3 separate regions of the Mus musculus genome follow, and all the other regions are linked to region 2. A link is a contact called in public Hi-C and HiChIP or PLAC-seq data. All regions are on one chromosome and are shown on one strand. The core of a region is the stretch at or near the end of the contact, and the rest is flanking DNA. Distances in the headings are between cores, read along the strand shown. Region 1 has its middle 40 kb from the start of Gm46880. Region 2 holds the start of Triqk (triple QxxK/R motif containing). Region 3 has its middle 330 kb from the start of Triqk.

Evidence for each region. Hi-C and Micro-C count contacts between places; a contact is called where the count stands out from the background. HiChIP or PLAC-seq counts read pairs in DNA pulled down with a chosen protein or histone mark.
Region 1: a contact with region 2 is called in an H3K4me3 HiChIP or PLAC-seq map of embryonic limb bud, with 4 times the contacts expected there. The contact joins the enhancer-like site here to the promoter of Triqk in region 2. A contact is called at or near these places in 4 of 484 Hi-C or Micro-C datasets (adipose-derived mesenchymal stem cells, cerebellar granule neurons and uterus), 2 of 115 datasets of contacts at active chromatin or transcription factors (cardiomyocytes and embryonic limb bud) and 1 of 9 other capture datasets (liver).
Region 3: a Hi-C map of olfactory sensory neurons shows a contact between it and region 2, with 1.7 times the contacts expected there. The contact joins the enhancer-like site here to the promoter of Triqk in region 2. A contact is called at or near these places in 2 of 39 promoter capture datasets (embryonic stem cells and hippocampal neurons), 1 of 484 Hi-C or Micro-C datasets (olfactory sensory neurons) and 1 of 115 datasets of contacts at active chromatin or transcription factors (stem cell-derived neural progenitor cells).

Annotation. Positions count from the first base shown.
Region 1 is chr4:13,240,896-13,245,356 of GRCm38.p6, reverse strand. No RefSeq gene overlaps it. Among named protein-coding and RNA genes, the nearest start is that of Gm46880, 40 kb to the left of the region's middle. Within about 2 kb of position 3,121, at least 54 of the 459 cell types and tissues checked have an H3K27ac peak or open chromatin away from gene starts, as enhancers often do. A contact at or near this core is called in adipose-derived mesenchymal stem cells, embryonic limb bud and uterus, where this site is marked.
Region 2 is chr4:12,903,951-12,908,694 of GRCm38.p6, reverse strand. Triqk (triple QxxK/R motif containing) reads right to left here and starts at 1,858. Exons shown (of 5, transcript NM_001171801.1): 1 at 1,757-1,858.
Region 3 is chr4:12,576,708-12,581,015 of GRCm38.p6, reverse strand. No RefSeq gene overlaps it. Among named protein-coding and RNA genes, the nearest start is that of Triqk, 330 kb to the left of the region's middle. Within about 2 kb of position 2,740, at least 2 of the 459 cell types and tissues checked have an H3K27ac peak or open chromatin away from gene starts, as enhancers often do. A contact at or near this core is called in olfactory sensory neurons, where this site is marked.

The sequences.
Region 1 (4,461 bases), core at 1,872-4,371, 340 kb before region 2:
CAGACTTGTGTCTTTCTATACCATGCATTGCTTTGCCCCTTCCTTGGAAAGGTGAGCAGGAGCCTGCCATCTTCTGTGCATTATTGAAAGTAAGTCTGTAATGCTCATGGAGGTTGTTCTTTGGAGGAATCCCACCTGGTTTCTGGCACAGCTGGGGAAGAAGGACTGTCATCCACAAGCTGGGTTTCTCTGCCAGGACCCATGGGAAACCCTTTGTGCTCTCTCTGCTATCCTAAGATTGCTAAAAAAAAAAAAAAAAAAAAAAAAAAAAAAAAAAAAAAAAAAAAAGAAATGCAGTGTGTCACTCTTGGACAAGGGTTGGGGATTCATGAAATGCCCAACAAAGGGGAAGGAGAACCTGAAGAGATCCTATCCAAAGGTTAAGCAAGGCCCCCCAGGTTGGGGAATGGGGCCACCCACTTGTCTCCAAATTCTTAACCCAGAAGGGCTCCTGTCTAAAAGAAATATGGGGACAAAGTGTGGAGCAGACACTGAAGGAAAGACCATCTAGAGACTGTTTCACCCAGGGATAAACCCAAACATTATCATGGATGCCAAGAAGTGATTGCTGACAGGAGGCTGTTATAGATGTCTCCTGAGAGGCTCTGCCAGAGCCTGACAAATACAGAGGCAGATGCTTGCAGTCAACCATTGGACTTAGCACGGGGTCCCAATAGAGGAGTTTGAGAAAGGACTGAAGGAGCTGAAGGGGTTTGCAACCCCATAGCAAGAACAACAATATCAACCAACCAGATCCCCTAGAGCTCCCAGAGACTAAACCACGAACCAAACGGTACACATGGAGAGACCTATGGCTCCAGCCGCACATGTAGCAGAGGATGGCATTGTCTGGCATCAATAGGAGGAAAGCTCTTGGTCTTGTGGAGGCTGGTTCTGTTATAAAAATAAACTGAAATAATACATTGAATGGGGTGCATGGACATATACTAATAAGAACTGACCAAACGCAGGTCTCTAGAGTAATACATTTCTAAGTAAACAAACTTACCCGGATTAGCAGCATCTGCTAGATTATGAATTCATGTGGGTAATTTGTGAATGTTCTGGAGTAATGAAGGTAGGATGCTTGAGAGACTAGGACATTGTCCATGGTTCTGTCATTATTCTGGAAAGTATAACTATTGTAAGATGCATGGAAGAAGAATTGCCTTCCCAGGCAGTAAAAAAAAACTCATTTCTTTAAAAAACATTAGTGTCTATTAATTGTACAAAATAATGGGTTTCGTTGTGACATTGAATGTCATGCACTCTGTACACATTCACTCCTATTACTGTCTCCTCTCTCTCCTTTCCTCCCTCACTGCTCCTTTTCCTCTTCCCAATAATATTTACTCAACTTCACTTCTGAACGACTCTAGACTGGATACGGAGGCAAAGACAGAAGCTTGTCTTTCTGGGTCTGGCTTACTATACCTAACACAATACCCTCCATATCCAGCCTCGAGTTTGGAATCCAGCAGGCTGAGAGGGCAGGAGAAAAGCATGAAAAAGACTCCCTGGCTCATTAGCCAAGAGAGAAATTAGAGACTGAAGGAACAGGAGAAACTGGTTAGGAAGAGGCAATGCGGTAGAAGCCTGAGGAAGAGGAAGAGGCCCAGGAAACTTCATGTTTCCTTGTGGGTTTAAGTTCTCAGTCCAGCATTTTCCCCTGTGCCACAGCCTGGTGCCATACGCATCCTTCCTTTCCTGCTGAGAATGGGTTTAATTTTCCTTTTAGGAAAACATGTGGAGCATAATAGCTATTTAATCAAGGCCTCGGCTGTAGTTACTTAGTAGAACTGTCAAAAAGCTTTTACCAGCATCAGGGAGCTGCTCTCCACCCCTTCCATCTTGTACCTCACCTCCCGAAGGCTCAGCCAGCCCTGGGGCTCTGAACAAGAGGAAATAATGGCTCTCACAGAGCACTGCCCAAACAGCCGCCTGCCTGCTATGGGCAGTGAGCCTGCTGGTGTGGATAAGTTACTGTGAATCGATGTATGTTTAACATCAATTGAAACCTAAAGGAATTTTAATTGTGTTTTTGTTTTAAACACCAGATATAAGAACATTCAAAATTTGTACAAATCTAGGTTATTGAACCTGGTATTAGAATTTTTGAGAAGTTGAATCTTTTAGGTTAACTTTCTAACACTAGTGATAACATGATTTGCTATTTATGCTCCATATACTATCTATTTATATAATAGCATATTATTTAGAAAGATTAACTCATCTGTGTCTCTCTGTATATCCATGCCTGTGTGTCTATATATATGTATGTCTTTATGTGTCTGTTTGTGTGTGTATTCGTGTGTCTGTGTGAGTATATATGTATGTAGTATGTATGTCTTGGTGTGAATGTATGAATCTCTGTGTGTATCTATGTTTGGGTATCTTTTTCTGCTTTTCTCTGTGTCTCTCTCTGTCTTTTCCTCTCTGTGTGTCTGTGTCTTTGTGTGTTTTTCTCTGTGTGTGCCTGTGTGTATGTCTTTGTTTGTGTCTGTGTATCTCTGTGTTTATCCGTGTGACTCTATGTTTGTCTGTGTCTCTATGTGCCTGTATGTCTGTGTATCTTGAGTGTGTGTGTCTATGTGGTTTTTTTGTCTATGTCTGTGTGTGTCTGTGTTTGAACTCAAATTTATTTCTGTAACTGTCAGGCTCTCCCAGAAGTGAAGATCTTGAAAGGAAACAGAGCTTGAGTCCCAACCCACAGTGGTCATAGGGCGAGCACGGTTCCCTTAACTCCTTTAAAGTTGAACACACTTTTGAGGAAAGTGGGGCTGGGGAATGCCCAGGCTGGAGAAGTCTTTTATAAACAAACCATTTAAACTTCAGTGACAATTAGCCCCCTGCCCTGCTTTAACTTCTGGGTCTCACAGACTGGGCTTGCTAGATGATTAACTTTCAGGCTTCCCAGCCGTACCACGCTGGCCTGGGGACGTTCTAGCCTCACATGTGTAGTGTGTGGGGAAGTTGAGCCGCCATGGCCGATTTGATGAAGTATACATAAGTCCTGGCTCTGCATATCTGCAATATCGCGGACGGTCAAGGAGGCGCCTGTTATAAAAATACACAGTGAAACACAAGCGAAGGACTGCTCTTTCTCAAAGACCAACGTAATGCATTCCTTCTGTTTAGGCTCATTTTCCAGCCTCTCACATTCTTTGCGAACAAGAGTTATAAAACAACCCTGATGCAGGCCAATTATTTTTACTTTGAAGGCCATTAATCAAGATTGACTAAGAAAATGAAGACAGCTAAGCAAAATTTCATATGTGACTAGAGCAAGTTTAAAATAAAACCAGATGGGATGGACAGAGACACCGAGCGTTTCTTTAAAAAAAAAAATTGGACTCATGTAATAAATGTCTTACAAATTACAGCACTCTTATTTTCTTACAGTAAATCAACTCAGGCCGTAGTGTACAAGTGGTCTCTTTGCTGAAATGTCAAAAATAGAACCTGCCTTGTTCTTGTGGAGTAATCCCGCAAATCTAAAGCAGCAGTGTGGGCTAACAGTCTATAAACCATCTACCTGTGTTCAGTCAGACCAAGGCCTGATGGATGTGTTTCTCAGGGTCTGGGAGCAGAGCACACAGGGAATCCATGGAACTCCTGATGCGGGAATTAGCATTTCATATTGCCCTCGTGCAATCCGATGGCCTGGAAGCTAAGGAAAGATGTGCAAGAGTCCAGATTCTCCGTAACAGAAAAATCGGAAAGGCAAAACATTCTACCTGTTTCAATATTTAAAAATTGTCTTTCCCAGAGATCTCTCAGTGGGAGAATTATTTTTCTCATATAAAATACAGTTTTGAAATTCATGCTTTCTGAAGAGAATAGTAAAATATCTATACTTGGTATGGGAAACTGAATTCTCTTCTGAATTTTATGTGATTTTTTTTCCTTTTTTTCAAAGAAAGGTCCTCTCTCTCTTCTGCACACAGCAGCAGTATCTTGCCACAGTGACAAAATGGCTGAAAATAACCATCTGTTCCAGGATCTCTCTCAAAACACACACCATAATCCCAAAGAATTCTCGCCATTTAGCACTGTCAGGTTGAAAAGTCGGCAGAGGAAATGAAACTAAACTTGCTTTTCACAACACGCAGCAAACCATTTCCACAATGAATTTGGAGAAAACATATATGCTCTTCTCAGACCAGCTCCAAAATAATCTGGGAAGAAAATGAAGTCAGTTGTCTTAATACATTTTTTTAAGAAGGCAATTTGGTTGAAGTTCAAAGAGGACTCTAAGATTATTTTCCTGAAAACAGTCAAAATAGGTCAACCCGTGAGAATCAAAGCGGACATTCATTCCATTCTTCCTAAGTCTCCAAACAAAGCAGGAAATGCTTGTCTAAAAGTCCTCAGAAAAACACAGCTCCCCAGACATGGTCATTCCTTATTTGGTGCAGTGGATGTAAGATCCTGAACACTGTGCGTCTGTCAGTGGGCTCT
Region 2 (4,744 bases), core at 609-3,108:
TGATCAAGGGCTTACATTGAAACAAAGTAACAAGTTATTCAACATTCGATGTTTCTGTTGATTGTTAGTAAAAATGAGATAAATTGTGATGACCTTATTTGGATAGTGAAATGGGGTTAAAGGCTATTTGAAAGAAAGAGTTAAAAAAATAAACTAAAAAACAAAACAAAAACTCTGCTCCAAGTTTTCCTTAGTGAGACATGGGGGAAAGTAATTATTGTGTCCTAAATTAAAGGAAAATGGTGGTCTCGATAAAGCTTCCACTTCCTATTTAAATGCTGCCCAATCTACAGGATTACTCAAAGCTTTCTCTGGCATCTCAAAATGGTGACATCAAAAACTGGACATTATTAGATTTAACACGAACATTTCCTAATATCTCCAAGAGCCCCTACAAAACCACAACCCCTTCTCTGTGTATTCTTGGGTGGTGGGGGACTAATACTAAGGGCAGATAAACTATGCAAGGCCCTTTGTGTGCTACCTAAGCAGTAACAATGAATTAATCGAGGAAAGATGGATGGACATAATCCTCACCACTCTACTAGCCAAAGAAATGAGGAAAGTCAAGAACATTTAAAAATACCCTAAGATAAGAACAAACGGACATTATAACCAATAACATCTTGGATTACTGCAGATCACTATTGTAATTATACTTTTAAATCAATCCTGCTAGGATAGATACTAGATTGAGAACTTTATAGATGAGATGATTGAAGGTTCTCAACTAAGGGAAACGAAGGGGCTTCCTTACTGAGGGCCACTGTTAACAGCAGGCCAAGAGAAACTCTCTTCCTGAGGATTTACACTGGAACCCTGGCATGGAAAATTAAAGCCAGCTCCCTTCTTGTCTGTGTTTTCCTATAGAATGTTTGTTCTTCTGAATCATGTGGGGCCAAAAGATATGAGGGAAGAAGATGTTTGCAGTATTTATCTGTGTTATCTTGTAGTTGATCATTAAATATGGACTCAATAGTAAGTGCTTAGAAGTTTAACATACTTCACAATAGACTGCAAGGAAAATCACATATGAAAGTCCTTGCTGTAATGAGTTGCAACTTCCAGAGGAAGTTCATTACATTAGGTTAAGTGAAAGACAGCATATCACAGAGCATATCCACATACAACATCGTTTGGGTTCGGGGATTCACTAAACATCAGAAAAAGTAACCCCACTTCACCACTACCACTAACCAATAAAGCAACTCTACAAATATTTTGGCTTACAAGACTGTTCCCATAAAAGGGAAACAGGAAAGAGTAAATCGGAGTTAAAACACAGGAGGCGGCGGCGGCCTAAGCAGGATTAGTAGAAACTAGAGTCACCTGTAACTACAAGGAGGCCTCTCAAATTAGTGGACAGCACAGCAAGCTAATTAATCCCCAGCCTAGGGTAAACCTGGGGAAGTGGGTGGGACTGAGAGTTTCTGCAAGGTCCTGGAGCACTAGGACACGCTGGCAGGGCGCACCCGCGTTGCTCGGCAACCCAGGCGGCCACGCCCACCCCAGTCTGGCCATTCTCTCTGGGCCGGAGAAGCCAAAACAGTCGAAAAGGAGGTCTCCCTGCTGGGCTCGGAGCCCAGATCCCCTGGAGGAGCCTCCGGATGCTCAGGCCCAGCGCCTGGGGCTGTTCCCCAGGCCAGATCTACAGTCTCCACGGGGCTGGGAGACGCTGGGAAAGCGCGTTTCCAGCCCTGGGCCCGCATCAAGAGAACTGTGACCCCGAACCCCCAAGCCCTCGCCGGAAACACACCTCAGCATTGCCCAGCGAGGGCGGCCCAACTGCGGGTCCGGCCGGGTGGGCAGCTGTCCACGCTGCTGTCACTCAGAGGCAGGGGCGGGACGAAGAGCCGCACACCCCTACTCCAGGAGGGCCAGACGAGGAGGGGCGGGGCCAGCCTTCAGTCTACACTCTGATTGGCTAGGCCTTCCCTGCGAGCCTCCAGGACTGTGTGTGCTCTTAGGTCCATCATTTCTACACCTTAGAGCTTCAGTACTTCCTAGGATGCAGACATTAACAGAAAGGAGCCTGACTTCTTTTCACAAACATAAAACGAAAACCAAAAGTTATTTTAATGAGTGACCACTTCCACCTTTTACACACAAACACCTAAATCTAGTCATATCCTTAGGAAAACATTCCAACAGTGAAACACATTCAAAGAGATTCAAGGAGCAGGACTTAGGGTAGGATAAGATACTTTTATTTTAATTTTTAACTTTTAACAAGAGAGTCAATTTAGGGAAAGCAATTGCTGAAAGGTGACAAACGACTGTGATTGCAGGCCTGTTTCGGGAACTTAGTTTTCGCATCTGTAAAACAGGAGCAGACAATATTGAGTTATTTAACATTTGGAATGGTTTTGATCACCGACTGCTCTCTAAATTATGCTTTTACAATCCCGACAAAACCTCCTGGGAAGTAGTATTATTATCCATAGTCTGCTTCCAGACTAGAAGCAGGTGAGTTTATTTAATAAATGAACAAGCCACTGAACAAAGAGTGATTCTCTTTATACTGACATAAACTAAATTTAAAACCCAGACAGTAGGAGTCAGAGGGGATGGAGGACTGCGGGAGAACATGGCCCACCAAATCAGTTAAGCGGGCCTCACATAGGTTCACAGTTAGTCTGTGTGGAGCGCATAGGGCCTGCGGCATGGGTCCATGCCAGGTCCCCTGCATTTGTTATGACTTGCTGTGTTCTCCTGAGACTCCACACAGTGGGAGCCAGCATGTCTCTCATTCTTTTGCCTGCTTTTAAAACTATTTTCCTCCTATTGGGTTTTTTTGTCCAACTTCAAATTAAGAGATTTCACCTTGTGTTACTGTATACTGTTTTTTCCAGTTTGGCTGTTGTCTCTCGGAGGCCTGCTCTTTTCTGAAGAAGAAATGGAGGAAGAGATCTAAGGAAGGAAGGGGAAGCTGTGGTTGAGATGTACTACATGACAGAAATTAAAAAATAAAATATTAAAATAATAATAATAATATCCCTTCAAGTGTTACAAAAGTTTGTAAAAGGCAAAACATCATACAAAAAGAATGTAGGCACATATAAATAGATATCTCTGAAGTCTCCCATGATATCTTATTGAGAAATGAAACCCAAAATGTGATTTTATTTTCTGTACTGCTAGATCATTTTCTGGTATTCAGGATCTTTAAAATGAAACAAAGATAGAATTCAATGACATTAAATAAATGTTCTTAATGAGGATTGTATATGTGTGTTGCTTGGAGGAGAGAGGAAATAGTGAAGTCCCAACATATATGCTTCCTTGTTCAAATAAAATGGACACCATGTTGTGACAAAATTTTTGGAATAGAAGGAATATATTTTGTGGCAAATGATTTTATTTTCTAATCTTGCTGAATTTCCAAATTCTTCTTAAAGCTTGAACTATGAATAACTCCACCCCAAAGATTTCTTGATTGTGTGTGACCTATGCTCCCATTTAAGTTTCTTTAATCTTTTAAAAATGTTTTATTCTGAAAGAGTTATGATTGTGTAGTAATAAGTATATTGTATAAATAAATACTGTTAGCTTTAAATAAATGTGGAGAATAGATGTGAGTCGTTTTTCAAATGCATATTCACATAGAGAAAATGCCCTTGTTTGAATTTCTCACATGCATAAAATATACATTTAAGTAAATGTATTGTAGGCATGTAAATGTGTTATCTTTGAAATAAACACAGCTGTATGCTCCACATATGTATAGCTGCAGATGTTTGAGGCATTTATTCTGATTGCTGGAACTCTGCACCTTTCTATTTTGTCACACATCCAGTAGAAAACACTGTGCTCTATAAGCAAAGAACAGCCAATAATGAGAATCTGCCGCTGAATTTCTTACTGTGAATATCCTTAGGAGATGAGCTTGCTTAGGTTACATTATTGCATAAGCATTTACTGCTATATGAAGTGGCACTGGCCACTTTAGAGTATATAATAACTACTACAAAGTAGCCTTACAAAGTAGCTTTTAAAATAATTATGCTAAAAATATTGTCTCCAACTAACTTAATACTTCCTACATTTTGACTAGAAGAGTTTGTACCTGTTTATCTAGACCTCCATTACTTATTTTGTATATTATATTTCTGCTCCAACCCTTGTAATTCCTGCATAGATACAAGGTATGTGTATATATATATATATATATATATATATATATATATATATATGTGTGTGTGTGTGTGTGTGTGTGTGTGTGTGTGTGTATACACAAGGTGTGCATATGTAAGGTATGCATATATATATATATATATATATATATATATATATATGTATATATATATATATGCCACCAACATCCAAACTGCCAAATAAATAACATTTTAGAGACAGGCAATATATACATTGAAAGGCACTGCTCATGTTCTCAGCATGTAGAAAACCAAGGCAGAAGAAACCCTGAAATTTCTAGGTGAGCGTCTTAGTTAATGTTTTATTGCTCTGAAATGACACTGGGACTAAGGCAACTCTTATAAAGGAAGGTATTTAATTGGGATTGGCCTATAGTTCAGAGGTTTAGTCTGTTATTATCATGGCTGGGAACATGGCAACATGCAGGAAGGCATGATGCTAGAGAAGTAACTGAGAGCTTTGCATTCTGATTCTCAGGCAGCAGCACACATACACACACACACACACACACACACACACACACACACACACACACCAAAACAGAGACAGACAGAGACAGACAGACAGAGACAGAGAAAGACAGAGAGAC
Region 3 (4,308 bases), core at 1,491-3,990, 330 kb after region 2:
TTGTGGCTGTGCAGTGCGTTAGATATTACTGTGGATTAGATGTTCTCTCAAGCACATCACTGAGACTCTGGTCCACTAAGAAGAACCGTTCTGTTGGACCAGTTCTCATTATCTCCACAAAGTAGACAAAAGAGTCTTCATTACCAGGTTCTTATATTTCCCACTCATCTTGTTGCTATAATAATAAAACAATACCTGGAAAAACAACTTAAGGATGGTTTTATTTGGCACACAGTTTGAGGATACAGTTCACTGTGGTAGAGAACATGTGATGGCAGTGGGCAAGGCAGCTGATCACAATGCATCTATATCTGGGAATCTGAGATGTGAACGCTAGGACTTACTTTTTGGGTATTTTTTGTCCTGAAACCCAGTCAATGGTCTGATTTCACCCACATTCAGGGTTGGCTATTTTACCACAATAAAAGTAGTCTATAAACTTCTTCACAGATGTGCACAGTAGTTAGACTTTGCAATTCTCCATCTTGTCATATAGAAAATCAACATTAACCACCACAATTTCCTACACAGTCACTATTTTCCAGGCTTGAAGGGAGATACTCAATAGTTTCTGAGGAGAAAAACTCAATGGAAAAACGTAATAAAAGTGGAAGACTTTTATTGGCTTGAAGGGTTTACAGAAATAGAATAAGGACAAGTTTGGGAGAATTACCAACCTAGAAAACTCCCTGAATGATTGTGTCTCCTACTGTTAACACACACACAGATCTTTACCCATCAAATCAGAGATGGATGTTCAAACACAGTGAGGTAAAGCAATGCTATGTCACGTCTGAGGCTAGTTTATAAAGGTATGACTGAATCAACCTTGATCCTTCATGTCACTCATTTTGAAGAAAACCAGCCACCGTGCTAGGGACACTCAGCAGTCTCTGAAATAGCCACCCAGAGCAGCAGAAACATTCAGTTTGGACTGGTACCAAGTTGCTAACCATGTAAGTGAGACACCATCTAAGTTTATCTTCCTGCATAAACCATGCCTTCAGAGAAGTACAGTTTTAGCCAGCATCCTCAAGCAACTGGATAGGGGATCCTAAGTCAGAACTGACTTGTTAAGATATTTCTGAATTGGGAACTGGAGAGATGGCTCCATAGTTAGGAATACTTGCTGCTCTCTCAGAGAACTCAAACTTGGTTCTTAACCTCCATGTCAGCTGACCCACAACACAATGGCCTGTGACCCCAGCTCCAGGGAATCCAATGCTCTCTCCTGGCCTCCTCAGGCACCTGAGCACAAACCTGCACATGCGCACACACATGCGCGCGCACGCGTGTGCGCGCGCGCACACACACACACACACACACACACACGTACTCGTTAAATGGAATTCTACTAATTTCCTAGCCCACAGAAACTGGGCAGAAGAAGTTGCTCTTGTTCAGTGTTTATGTTTAAATAGTTTAGTAGAGCTGCATTACATGGCACCATGTAACTACAAACTCACCTGGATAGCATGAGTTAGCTGCATGGCCTAAGAGGCAGTCTCGCATACTGATTAGGAGTAGAATTAGTGGAGTTAGACAGATCTGAGTTTGAACCCTACATAAGCAATTTCCCAAGTTATGTTTCCTTTCTAAATCTCAGTTTCCTCCCCTGAAGAATACATAATGAAATTTCTTGTCTGTCACCTCGCTCAGGGTCACACATCATAGAAATACATAACACGGGATCCATGTGTAGATCCTAAATCCTGAGTGACAGAATAGGTGTACACCTGTTTGTTCTGAGTGTGTGTGTGGCGGAGGGGGTTATGTGTAGCACACGCTTCAGTTAAAAAAAGAAACCCACTTGCATTAAGCACCGACGATATTGGCTGCTTGGTGAGACAGGCACTTCACGTGTTCTCATCTGTCTGTAAATACAATGCCTTCCTTGATATCACTTGGGACCACACTACTGACAAGCTCCTTGTCAGATGCTGGGAACCTTGGTCCAGAGGCAGAGTGCACACTTGTCACATGCTGTGTGCCATCCTAGGTTCAATCCCTCGCATTGCCAAACCAGAATTTTAAAAATAATAAAATCTTTCTGCTTTCAGAAGAATTGGTCCAAGATGAGTATTGTATGATAAAACCCACTGAATTATATTTACTTTTATTGTAGCAAATTATCCTTCTCACAAAAGTCGAAGATATCTAATTAACTAAAAGCCAATGAAAACAGTGTGCTATGCATAAACGCTGAGCTGTCCTTTTTTTATTTCAGGAAAGGGTTACTAGCATGCGGAGGGAGTAGAGAAACTGAGGTTTAGAGAGTGGTTTTGCTTGTGGGAAGCAGGCTGCATGTATGTGCCCATTTCCTGGTCAGTTCCTCTCTCGTCTTCTATAATCAAGACTGTATTATGACTTACAAGACCACAAGAAAACAAAATTAATTTTTTTTATTTATTCAGCCAGCTCACTGTAATGAAGAACTGAAAACATCACCAAGGCACAAGTGTTTTCTAAAAGCATCCAAAGTCTCCTGGCTTGGACCATCTCCTTGTACAAATACACCCTTCTCTTGCCTCTCTGCTCTCCTGCAGTTCTGAGAAATCATGTGGACCCTGCCTATTATCATCCCACAGTCTCGCTCTCCATTTTTGCCAATTCCAATTTGTTCTGAGGCCTGCAATAAATGAAATAAATAATAAATGAAAAGGCCAGAGGCAACAGTACCATCACCCTGCAGACCCAGGGGAGAACCCAGAGGTTATAGGGCGTCACTGCAGAGAAGATGGAAAACCATGTCTCACGGGCCCAATTATTTACTGTAGTTGCTCAGATGAGATGATGTACGGCTGTGACAAGGCTGTTCTGGAAACAGTAGCCAGCTGATATAAATTTAGATCTATTACAAAAAAGAAAAATCTCTGATCCAGAGTCCAACTTAAAAAGAAAAGAAAAGAAATTAAATTGCTCCTCTGCACTTTATCCATAGAAATAAGTATTTGATATTTAGTAATCATTGGATTTTCTAACATTGAACTAGTAGTTTAAAAAACTAAGACTATAAATTTTTGTAGTTCAGATTCATTAAGGGCATGCCAAGTTATTTTAGTCACATCATAGGTATAAGACGGAACTTTAAAGGCCAGCTTTCAGATCTGGTACACTATACACCTAAGCTATGTATCCAGTTATCGTGACTATGCAAAGAGGTGTGCATGCTAAGCTAAGCTCATGAAATTAGGATCAAGATTTCAAATTTCAAACCAACACATACTGAAATGAAAACTGTAAATGTCAAAGGGCAGCGTTGGTTCCAATGCATGATCAGAAATAAATGAATAAAATGAGATACGTAAAGTGTGAACTAACATTCCTGCTCCCATGGATAAGTGTTGAAAGGAAATTCATTAATTCCAGGGAGAGTCTACCAGATGGGCTTCCTAGGCTTGAGCTATAAGAAAAGAGGAGTTAGTTGGTGAATAAAGACTAAAGAATCAGGTTTCTTCATGGCAAAGGCAGTTAAAAACAAAGGGTTTTAAGTTGTATCAGATCAGTTAAATAAAACGGAGTGATTAGGATAAATATATCCATAGTGCTATTCACAAATATATAGCTTCTACTATGTATCATGTACGTTATAAAATATAATTATAAGTCAAATTATAGAGAGTAACATTAAGTAAATATAGTTAAACTTTCCTTAATATTATTTCCAATATATTACCACTGGTGACAGTAACATTATGGAGATGTAGAAACAAGGATAAAGTCTAAACAACTAGAACTGGATTCCAGTGTTGTGACATACACAACTATAATGCTAGTACTCTGAGGATGAGGCAGGAGGATCAAGAGACTGAGACCAGCCTGGACGACATAGCAGAACCATTTCTCAAAAGATAAAAAGAAAGAAGAGAAAGAAAGGAAACAAAAGGGGAGGGAGAGGAGGGAGGAGAGTCGAGGAGAGAGAGGGGGAGAGAGAGAGAGAGAGAGAGAGAGAGAGAGAGAGAGAGAGAGAGAGAGAGAGAGAGAGAGGTGGATCACTGAGAACTGTATATATTTCATCCTTGCCTTTCCAGTACCTGATGCTAAAGAAAACACCAAATGGATCTTAAAGGTATTTGTTTAATTGTCCCCAGACACTCAACAATTTCTGACTGTTCCTGTTATTGTCAAAGGATGTCCTGTACCCACAAGGGATCACTGTTCTCCATCACTCCTCTGCTTTTTTAACTCATCAGGGATACCAAGATGGTCTCACAGTTTGTCCCCCTATGGGCCAGTGATGCTCAGAGTGGAATAGCCTGGGATGAGTAACTGTTTACAACTCTGGTTACATTTGGTGTGTGATGATTT